Linked DNA regions of Bos taurus: region 1 is linked to region 2. Evidence: chromatin contacts called from public Hi-C data. All regions are on one chromosome and are shown on one strand. The core of a region is the stretch at or near the end of the contact, and the rest is flanking DNA. Distances in the headings are between cores, read along the strand shown. Region 1 holds the start of GTF2H1 (general transcription factor IIH subunit 1). Region 2 holds the start of SPTY2D1 (SPT2 chromatin protein domain containing 1).

Evidence for each region. A called contact is a pair of places that touch in the nucleus more often than the background predicts.
Region 1: a contact with region 2 is called in a Hi-C map of skeletal muscle, with 5 times the contacts expected there. The contact joins the promoter of GTF2H1 here to the promoter of SPTY2D1 in region 2. A contact is called at or near these places in 2 of 11 Hi-C or Micro-C datasets (skeletal muscle and an unstated tissue).

What each region holds. Positions count from the first base shown.
Region 1 is chr29:26,352,868-26,358,320 of ARS-UCD2.0, forward strand. It overlaps GTF2H1 (general transcription factor IIH subunit 1), which reads right to left and starts at 2,842. Exons shown (of 15, transcript NM_001046150.1): 1 at 2,671-2,842. It also overlaps a transcript of HPS5 not described here.
Region 2 is chr29:26,099,128-26,104,960 of ARS-UCD2.0, forward strand. SPTY2D1 (SPT2 chromatin protein domain containing 1) reads left to right here and starts at 4,326. Exons shown (of 6, transcript NM_001205738.1): 1 at 4,326-4,400. The coding sequence starts at 4,341.

The DNA of each region.
Region 1 (5,453 bases), core at 1,592-4,091, 250 kb after region 2:
ACATTTAAATAAAGCAGCTTGATGAAGATCTAGCTTTACTTAAAAGATTACTTTATGAAATAATCTGCCACAAGACTGCTTTAAATAGCAAAATCCTCCAGCAAAGGCGTTAATTCACTTGCAGTTAAATATTTACTTGCACTGGGCCTTGACACAGTCTCCTCCCTTTCCATCAACTTGCTTGTACTCATTTTTTGGTCTCCTCCAAGTTTCAAAGTCACCAGGCAAGGTTTCCTGTTCTTCTCTTTACAGCACTTATCACTACTGTAATTAATTTTTAAAGTTAACTCTTTAACTTCTATCTCCTGGCAAGACTGCAAGCTTCACAAAGAAGGGCAGAGGCTGCATATGTTGTTCATGGCAATACAGAGCCCAGCAGCATATTTAAGCCTGAGGCAACAGTCCAATAAGCACCTGTGACATCTATGCAAGATCTCTGCTGTTAAAAGAATACGATCTTGGTTAAGAAACAAGAAACCTTTGTACATACATTCTGGAATAAACTCCAGGAGCTCAATTTACAGAGCAGAGTACCATTCCTCACAGATTCCAATAACTGGCTTATAAGTAAAAAGGGATAAGAAGAATTTGAAACTGTTTGGCAGAAATCTTTAACTTTCCATTTCCTACATCCTGTATCTCTGCATTTCCATTCCCTTTCCAATGTGAGAGATAAATGGTGCAGGAAAACAAAACAAGCGACACATGAAATAAATTCCGTATCTCTCTCTAAAAAGAGGATTATTAGAGAAAGTGCTTCTGTGTCTGCCAGCATACAAAATGGAGATCTGGAATGCTGCTTGCCGTCAGGCAATCCTAAAAAATGTTAACAATTCAGCACTACAGGGAATAAGACCTTGGAAGTATGTACAGAGTGACCAAAATGTACTGTTTTAAGGATAGTCACATATGTAAGGAGGACATTAAATGGAAAAACTGAGGTAGCAATTTTAAGACCAAGCACTTTTTCATTTTACAGCAGTGCAGGGAGAGGGAGGCGGAGGAAATGCCACAGAGATGCAAGACAGAGGGAAGTGAGGCTTGTATCCACTAATAAATACTGCATGCCGACAACAGGAGGATGCCAAAAGTGAGAGGAGAGCAATCAGCTGGTAATCAAAGTGCAGAAAGCAGGAAACGACTAAAGACACTTCCAGTAGCAGTATCCACGGAGTAGAAACAGTGGGCAAGATGCTTGGAAAGCTCAAGGTACACCTGACAACTTCTGATGGTGAGGGGAAAACCAGCAGCACAGAAAAGCAGGGCTAAAAGATGTACAGACAGACCATCAGGAAGAAGATATAAGCCTTTAGGGCAGGAGGTACAGGAAGCAGCCACAACTGACTAAAGCTGATCGTCTGGTGCACTGTTTTTAGCCAATTCCTGTCTTTGCATCAACCTTCCTAGTAAACAGCTCTCTCTGCGTTTGTGATTTTTTTTCCACATTAGCACTACCATACGACTGAACTGAACTGAGGTACTTCTTATTATACCACGCAGAAGAGACTCAAATCTTTAAATCTGCTGCACTGCTACGTGTTGGCTGAGTGAGAGTAGCAGAACAGGTTTAATGGCTCCAAATTACCTCTCCCTCTTTTCCAAACCAGGGATTTTGGTCAGCTAAAGGACACAAAGTTCGTTCTAGAGCCTAGTTCTTTTGTATGCCATAAACCTGATACTAGAGGTTACCTTCCCCTCTGCTGTGACCTCTCCATTTCATTTTTCTACCTTTGATTTTTCAAAATCTACCTTAGGGTTGGCAACCTTGCTTTAGTTACCAAAGTCGAGTTCAGTGATTTTCAAACTGTTCCAAGAGGGGAGGCTGAGTGGGTAGGATGGGTGCTCCCAAATGCAATTCCACCATGGCATGTTGCTTTATTTGTCTGGGGTTTCTGGTAAGAATTCACTAGGAAAAATTGTTCCACTTCCTTATGGAGTCAGTACTTACTGCAAGGTATACTTTAAACCACACAGTTTTGGTATGTTTTTAAAACTGGGTCTGTTAATGGGCAAAAGGTTAAGTTTTTATCTCTTTCCTCCCGTCACACCTCCCCCTCCCTCTTTTTATAGACCCTAAAACAGGTGTTTAAGAGTCAACCGAAAACACTTCCTTACACAATTTAGCCTTTGAGAATTTCTAAAATAACTATATATTTCCATGTGTTGGTGCTTAAACATGATCAAGTTGGGCATAGATCAAAACTTGGTGTGTGAGTGGCGGGGACGGGGTGAACTGGCACACGTGTTAAGGTCGTTTTAAGAGGGACAGGAATTGACAAGCGAAGCAAAAGGAGTGTGGAACTAAGATGAAAGCTTTTCCCTTAACAGAAACCGAAAGACTCAATAGCACATTTTCTAACGGGAAGGGCTCCTCAGCCAGAGAGAGGCCTCCACGTCCTTCACCCTCATGAGCCAAGTCTTATCCCAGCTTCGGGTACATCTTTGAGTCCCTGCTTTCAGTGGAGGAGTTGGCTTCCTATAGACAGGCAGATTAGGAGTCGCCTCTTCCTCTCTTCATTATAATAAACGGCTAACCGACAGCAGAATTGGGAATTGCAGCAACGGCGACAGGGATACAGGAAAAAGGGGCAGATACCGTGCCGTCCTGCGGCCCCCAGGCCTGTCAGCTCATCACCCAACCGTCCACCCCATTTTTCGGTCTAAACTTACCAGGTGGGAGACGGCCCTGGGCAGGGAGTAAGTTACTGCGCTGGGTCGAGTCGAGTTCCGCTGAGCTTCTTAGAGACGCTGCGGGAAAGAGGCTGAAACCCAGTAGCCGCCGCCGCCGCCACCGCCTCTGTTACCAGGGGGTCTCGCCTCCATCGCTGGCTGCGAGAACTCTGAGGGCACGTGACCGGAAGTATGAAGGCGGGTCTGCGGGACACGTGACCCCAGAGCACGGCCGCCATGACACCTTCCGCTAGTTCCCTCCCTCCTCCGCCGGTGCGCGCCTGTTTCATTTCCTCTCGCCGGCTTTAGGCGGTGAAAGGTCCCAGGAACTTAGCTGTCTCACCCCTTTGGCCTAGAGCTCCTTCGGTCCCGTTCGGCGCTGCGTCTTCGGCCGACAGCGGGCAGGCCGCAGAGAGCGTAATCGCGACCGCGGCCGGAGGGGGAGGGACCACGCGCAAGCAGGGCGTAACCCGTCACGTGACGAGGAAGTACCGTTAACAGCTTTGTCTCGGCGTCCCCGGCGCTCCGGGATGACGTAAGCCTGGGAGGGAGGAGTAGGAGGGAAGACTGAAGCTCAGGTGCGGCTCTTAGCGCGCGGTGAGTGTGCGGGCGCCTAACCTGGAGAGATGCTGTGACCCACAGAAAGTTGGGGGCTGCCAGCCTAGAGGTGGTGGAGAGGGGCTGAGACCTACAGGCTGGGAGCCTGACTTTGAAAACTTGATTACCGCCGCTTCTTTCAAGAGATCTGAATGTAGTATTAAAGTTAACTGCTGTTAAGTTCGGAGTTCGCTAGGCAGGGAGCTTGTGGTCAGATGTCTGCAGTGATGCGTGCAAGGCATGTTGAGTGCATGAGTGAGTGAGTCGCCATTTCTTGGTCTAAGGTAGAGAGGAGTTCTCTATTACTTGAGTTGTTGAGTCACTCAGTCGTGTCCGACTTTGCGACCCCATGGGCTGCACTACTCCAGGCTTCGCTGTCCTCCACTGTGTCCCAGAGTTAGCTCAAACTCATGTCCATTGAGTCAAGGATGCTATCCAACCTTCATCCTCTGTCTCCCCTTCTCCTGCCCTCAGTCTTTCCCAGGATCAGGGTCTTTTCCAAGGAGTCGGCTCTTCGCATCAGGTGGCCAAAGTATTGGAGCTTCAATTCAGCATCACTCCTAATGAATATTCACGGTTGATTTCCTTTAGGGATAGACTGGTTTGATCTGGCTGTCCAATGAACTCTCAAGAGTGTTTTCCAGCACCACAGTTCGAAAGGCATCAATTCTTTGGCGTTTAGCCTTCTTTATAGAAAGATCCCATTATGAGTAAATCCCCAACTTCCCCTTGGCATAATATCTGTAATTTTTCTTCCTTTTTCCTCTCTCTTGCCTCTTCTTCCTTCCACGCATCTAGTGGGGAAAAGAGAACGCTGTTATTTGCGTTGGGTGTTCGCACAGCAAACACTGGTTCAGTAAAATGAGTACTAGGCCAAGAGACCCCACTCCAGTACTCTTGCCTGGAAAATCCCATGGACGGAGGAGCCTGGTAGGCTGCAGTCCATGGGGTCGCTAAGAGTGGGACAGGACTGAGCGACTTCCTTTTCACTTTTCACTTTCATGCATTGGAGAAGGAAATGGCAACCCACTCCAGTGTTCTTGCCTGGAGAATCCCAGGGACGGGGGAGCCTGGTGGGCTGCCGTCTATGGGGTCGCACAGAGTCGGACACGACTGAAGCGACTTAGCAGCAGCAGCAGCAGGCCAAGAGAAAAACCTTTTTTTTGATCCAACTGCTTTTTATGTTGCCATCAAGCAATAGGGGAAATGGAAAGGTAATTAGATTTGGACTCAAGATTAGTGGATTTTAGTCTCACCTCTGCTTATGAGCTCTGTGACCTTTGGTAAACCAACTCTTGAAAAGGTTTTTCATTGACTTTGGTAAGCATTTATGGTCACCCTCTGTTTGCTTAGTGTTTTGCTAGGCTAACTGTGACAGAAGTAATAGTTAAACTCAGTTTTGTGGAGAGACAGGGTTTTTTTTATTTGGAGGAAGATTCCAGAAACAGCATATATTACACCATGGAGGCACAGAAGGTTTATAGAAAGATCTGTACAGAGATTCTTGTTAAATATTTACTTAAAAGTCTTAAATGCATATATGTGTATGACTAAGTCACTTAGCTGTACACTTGAAACTAACACAGCATTGTAATTTAACTATATGTACCTCAATAAAAAATCTTGTTCAGAAAAATTTCAAACACAGACAGAATAGTACAATGAACCCTCATGTATACCTAACCAAACTTTAACAAGTATCAACATTCTACTGTTCTTGTTTGAACAGCTTAAAAATTTCTGGGTACTTTTTATATCCATTGGTGAATTTGATTAATAGCAGCTTTCAATTTGAGCTCAATTCTACTGTATCTAGGTACTGGCTGATGTTGTTTACTTGCTAAGTTGTCTCCAACTCTTTTGTGACTCCATGGATTACAGCTTGCCAAGCGCCTCTATTCATGGAATTTCCCAGGCAAGGATTTTGGAGTGGGTTGGCATTTCCTTCACCAGGAGATCTTCCCAACCCAAGGATCGAATCTGTGTCTCCTGCATTGGCAGGCATATTCTTTACCACTAAGTCACCAGGGAAGCCCAGGTACTAGCTAGGAAGATTGTATTAATATTGTTTGAAAATTTCTTTGGGTGTTAGTTAGCTTCTTTCTCTGTTGAATCAGATGTGTGACATGGCTACTTTAAAAACATACCTGGAAAAAAAAAAAACACAAAAAACTGCCTCTGTGATA
Region 2 (5,833 bases), core at 3,076-5,575:
GGACGAGAGCCCCTGCCTGGCAAGCTCTGGGCCTTTTCTCTCTGCACTGTACATAAGGCTGAGCACACAATGGTTTCTTAGGAGATACTTGCTGAATTCAGTGATATAAATTTTCTTTGGGTACAAGAAAACTTCCTTCCCTCTTATTCCTTACCTCATTCCCACATCCAGTAGTTATTTTTAGTGGTTTTTGAGTAACCATATATTATCTAATCCAAGCTCTCTTATGAAATTATCCTTAATTTCACATGTATTGGGTTGGCTAAAAAGTTCATTTAGATTTTTACATAAAAGGTTCATGGATTTACTGAAATATAAACAAGTGTAGTGACTTCCTTGATGATCCAATGGCTAAGACTTTGCACTCCCAAAGCAGGGGGCTCAGGTCAGGAAACTGGATTCTGCGTGCTGCAACGAAGACCTGGCACAGCCTAATTAATTAATTAAATAATTAAAAAAATAAAGAGGCAGTCTAGTACGGTGGCCAGTCTCTCACAGATTTAAATCTTGGCTCTCCCATTGACCAGTCATACAGTATTAGCTCGGTTATTTCATCTCTTTGAACCTCAGTTTTTTCATCTCTAAAATAGGATCAAGTACCTTGCCACAGGCACTGATGATTAAATCAAATATTATCATATTGAGTATTGAGGGCTTTCAATAATTTGCCCAAAATGTGATTTTTTAAAATGGTAGATCTCTTTTCAAATTGTGGTAAATTGACATAAAACATTATATAAATTTCAGGTGTACAACATAATGATTCAATACTTGTATATATTGTGAAATGATTAGCACTTAAGTCTAGTTGGCATCCATTGCCATCAGTCAGTTCAGTTCAGTTCAGTTCAGTTGCTCAGTCGTGTCCGACTCTTTGCGACCCCATGAACTGCAGCATGCCAGGACTCCCTGTCCATCACCAACTCCCAGAGTTCACTCAGACTCACGTCCATCGAGTCAGTGATGCCGTCCAGCCATCTCATCCTCTGTCGTCCCCTTTTCCTCCTGCCCCCAATCCCTCCCAGCATCAGAGTCTTTTCCAATGAGTCAGCTCTTCGCATGAGGTGGCCAAAGTACTGGAGTTTCAGCTTTAGCATCACACCTTCCAAAGAAATCCCAGGGTTGATCTCCTTTAGAATGGACTGGTTGGATCTCCTTGCAGTCCAAGGGACTCTCAAGAGTCTTCTCCAACACCACAGTTCAAAAGTATCAATTCTTCAAATAAAATTCTTTTCTAGTCCCATTATTCAGTTCAGTTTAGTTCAGTCGCTCAGTTGTGTCCGACTCTTTGCAACCCCGTGGACTGCAGCACGCCAGGCCTCCTTGGCCACCACCAACTCCTGGAGCTTGCTCAAACTCATGTCCATCGAGTTGGTGATGCCATCCAACCATCTAATCCTCTGTCATCCCCTTCTCCTCCTGCTTTCAATCTTTCCCAGCATCAGGGTCTTTTCCAATGAGTCAGTTCTTCCCATAAGGTGGCCAAAGTATTGGATTTTCAGCCTCAGCATCAGTCCTTCCAATGAATATTCAGGACTGATTTCCTTTAGGATGGACTGGTTGGATTTCTTTGCTGTCCAAGGGACTCTCAAGAGTCTTCTCATTCCCATTATAGATTGTTGCTTATTTCTGTCAACAACAATGAAATTGGGGGGGGGGCACACAATACATCCCATTATAGCCAGGTACAGTCCTTACGTGAATTATTTTACAATAATCCTATCATTATTACTTTACTATCATAGATTAAACTGAGGTACAGAGAGAGATTAAGCACTTGCCTCATACAATACCTAGGAATCAACAAAACTGGCCCTTGAACCCTGATATCCATCACCATCAGCTTATGGAGTGCTGAAACGAGTTGGAGCTGGCCCAGCAAATGTTAGAGGTCACATACCAGGCAGATGGGATTATAGAGAAGGGGCCTGGAATAGAAGAGAGCTTGGTTCTTCTAACAAAATGAATCTATCTGATGATGTTAAAGATGAGGGTGCAGGTAGATCATAGCAGTCCTTTCAAGCCATGGTAGGATTAAGATTTTGTCCTTTATCCTAAGAACAATGGGAAACCATTGAAGGATGACTCTGCCTACTGGATAGAGAACCACTAGGAGAAAATTTTAAAATCTATGTTTTAACTTTTAATGGATAAGGAATCTGACATGTTAGTTTTTTCAATATATTGATATTACACTCAAGCTTCCCTATAACCCACAATCCCATGAGGGTGAAATACTTGTAGAGTTGGCCTTCTGCAAGTGAACTATTTAAAACAGATTGATATGTATTTGCAAGGCAATATGACGAAGGTCAGTGTAGTCAAAGGTATGGTTTTTCCAGTAGTCATGTACAGATGTGAGAGCTGGACCATAAAGAAGGCTGAGCACTGAAGAACTGATTTGTGGTACTGGAGATGACTTGAGAGTCCCTTGGACTACAAGATCAAACCAGTCAATCCAAAAGGAAATCAACCGTGAATAGTCATTGGAAGGACTGATGGTGAAGTTCCAATACTTTGGCCACCTGATGTGAAGAGCTGACTCATTGGAAAAGACCTTGATGCTGGGAAAGATTGAAAGCATGAGGAAAAATGGGCCAGGGGGAGGACAGAGGATGAGATGGTTGGATGGCATCAGCAACTTGATGGATATGAGTTTGAACAAGCTCAGAGAGATGGTGAAGGACAGGGAAGCCTGCTGTGCTGCAGTCCATGGGGTCACAAAGAGTCGGACATGACTTATCGACTGAACAACAAGATGGCATAGGCTACCGTGGGCTATGCTGGACTCCCCACATGGAATAAAAACCTTGCGAACTACAGTTCTGCCATTGGACAAAGATTTAATCTCAGTCTGTTTTTTGGGCAAACTTAAACAGGGAAATGTAGTCAGGGTCACACCTCAGCCTTAAAACTTAATTGGAAGAGGAAGATAGAGAGGCTTTGCCTAATACTTTTAAATAGCTTTATTGAGATGATTTTTTAAAAGATTTATTTATGGCTATTCTGAGTCTTCATTGCTGCCCACCGGCTTTCAATAGTTGCAGTGAGCAGGGGCTACTCTTCCTTGCAGGTGCGCAGGTTTCTCATTGCTTGTTGTGGAACACAGTTTATAGAGCACAGGCTCAGTTGCTCAGTGGCCTGTGGGATCTTCCTAGACCAGGGATCCAACCCCTGTCCCCTACATTGGCAGTCAGATTTTTAACGAATATACCACCACCAGAGATAATTTACCCTATTGAGATAATTTACACACTGTAAAACTGACTTGTTTTAAGAGTACGATGATTAGTAAAAATATAGCCCAGCCATCAGTATAACCAGTCTTGGACCAATTTCATCACACTGGAAGATCCCTACTGCTTGGCTGCGGTGGATTCCCACCTATTCTTAGCCACAGCCAGTCTGCCTGATTAGTGTACTTTACACTAATTAGAAATGACCTTAGAGACCCCAAATAACCCTTAAGAGGAAGCCAGGACTGGACTCCCAACAAATGTGAAATTGGGCCATATATGTACATTTTGATCAGTGCACCAAATATATCTAGGCTGGGTCTGTGAGAAATTTCTCCATTCAGCCACTACACAAAGCACAGTTGGCTGCCCTACGTGGGGCTTATTATCGAAAATGAAGCAAAAGCAGTAAGCGGGCGCCTCTATACATCACACGCCTGTATCTGTGTAGGAGGTGACCACACACCCTATGCCGGGATGCGAAGAATCAAGCGTTCCCAGGACAGGGGACCAGTCGGTGTCGTTCGCATCTGCGCAGCCTGGCGAGTGCCTACAAACGCCTAACTGTAACCCCCTGCTCGAGACCTGTCGGTTCTGCTGTTGAGGTACCGCCGTCTCGGACCTGAGCGTCCAACCGTGACACTCAGATAGCCGGTAGTAACGCCTCACCCCGCCCTCGCTCTAGCGCACGAGAGTGCACACGGAGCACGAAAACAGGCCTTGCGCCAGCGCCTCCAGGGAAGCGGCTCTTTCCGTTGGCCACGCCCCCCAGTTTACAGGTCGAGTCTCCTTGGTCCGGGAAGGGCTTAGTCCCGCCCCTTCGAGCGGACGCCAGCAGCCACGTACCACGTTTCTACGTGTCTCGAGCCTGAAAGCGGAAGTTACGCCAAAGACTCGCGAGGGAAGCGGCGGGCCTGAAAGGATACTGGCCTCTGGAGGAAAGTGGGCGGGCAGACGGCATTGGAAAGCGCCGGAAGTGGTCGTGCAGAGGAGGGGTGGGAGAGAGGCTGGCCAGACAGATCATTAGGCTGTTGCTGGTCGCCTCGGTAAGGCGCGCTTTCCCTCCTCTCCGAGAGGCTGGCCCAGTCCTCCTCCTCGACCAGAATGGACTTTAGGGAAATTCTCCTGATAGCTTCCAAAGCGCAGGGTGTCAACAACGTGCCGGTAAGTATCAGCCGGGGCGCGACTATAGGAGATCCTGGTCTTCAAGTTCCGAGTGTGTGGTCCTTGGAACTTCCAGGAATCAGCACACCGGCTCCAGGATAAGAAAGATCTGGACGCCGTATTTTTTCTTTTTTTACTTTTGGACATGTACTTCTGGGTACAGGGGGGTGAAGTTACTGGGGGCTTGAGATAAGCAAGCGAGTGCGTGCTGACGAGCGGATTTGGTTTGTTTCGGCTTAGTTACCCCTACAACTTGAACTTTGCGTTTAGGGTATTTTAGAGTTGCGTGAAAGCTGGAGAGTAGAGCCGTGCCTGGCACGTAGTGGAATCTAATGCTCGTAGTTTCTAGCTTCGGCATAAACTTCAACCCAGAGGTTGGGGAGTTCAGGAGTATTAGGGACTTGGCCTGATAGTTTTTGAGCTGATTTTCCGCTGATCTTTGAGTCAAACGTTGTGTAGTTTCCCGAACAAGTTTTTAAACTTGTGTTCCCCACCCACTCAGCCAACCAGGTGATTGAATTATCACCTCCCTAGGAAGGGAGTGTGAGTGGATTCCACGAAATTTTGGCCAACAGAATGAGAGAAATAGTTTCAGTTTCCGTTTACCTGTGGTCTTCCAGATTAGTTGTTGTTTGAAATCTAGGTCCCATTTACCCTGTGAGGTTCGCTAATTCGCTGAGCGGTGTAAGACTTCAGTATCTAAATGCAGTAGTGGTGGTGAGGGCCTGGTTTGCGAGGGTGTAGCTGTTTTGCATAAACTAATCATTTCAGGATCCTCAGATGGTACCACAGCCCCAGCTGTAAACCGATAAATTGCATTGTGATACCTGCGGTTTGAGCGACGAGGTGTGGAGCTCAAACGGCGCTCTTTTTAAGTCAGTTCAACTAGATCTTACTGAGCTCTCATCATGTGTTCTGCATTTCTTAGATTTTTGTATACTTGCAATATTTATTTTCCTCTCCTGTGCTCATTCTTTTACTCTTTTGAAGATATTGATGTAAAAATAACTGGTAAATAAAACCGATATTGATCAGTTTATTGTATGTATTCGCATCCCATCTCAAATACTCTGAATGATCTTGAAGTTATGAAACCTTGAAAGACAGAATTATTTTCAGCCTCTGTAAATTTCCTAGGCAAGTCAATATTGGATCTAGTAGCATTTATCTTTGCATAATTGGGTCCATATTTCTTTCTACATCCTCCTCAATTTCAGTGGAGGTCAAAGAAAGATAATACTTGCCCTGAAGCCCAGGACTGTGGAAGAATCAGAACCAAGTTAGTTGTTTCTTCTGAAAACCAAAGATCGCTGACAGAGAAGTACATATTTCTAGAGTGGGAGATTTCAAATTATGTCTGTATTTCAGAATATATACATTACTGATCTATGATTGGAATAACAAAGATTGGAAGCAGAAAGGAAAATGGGTGA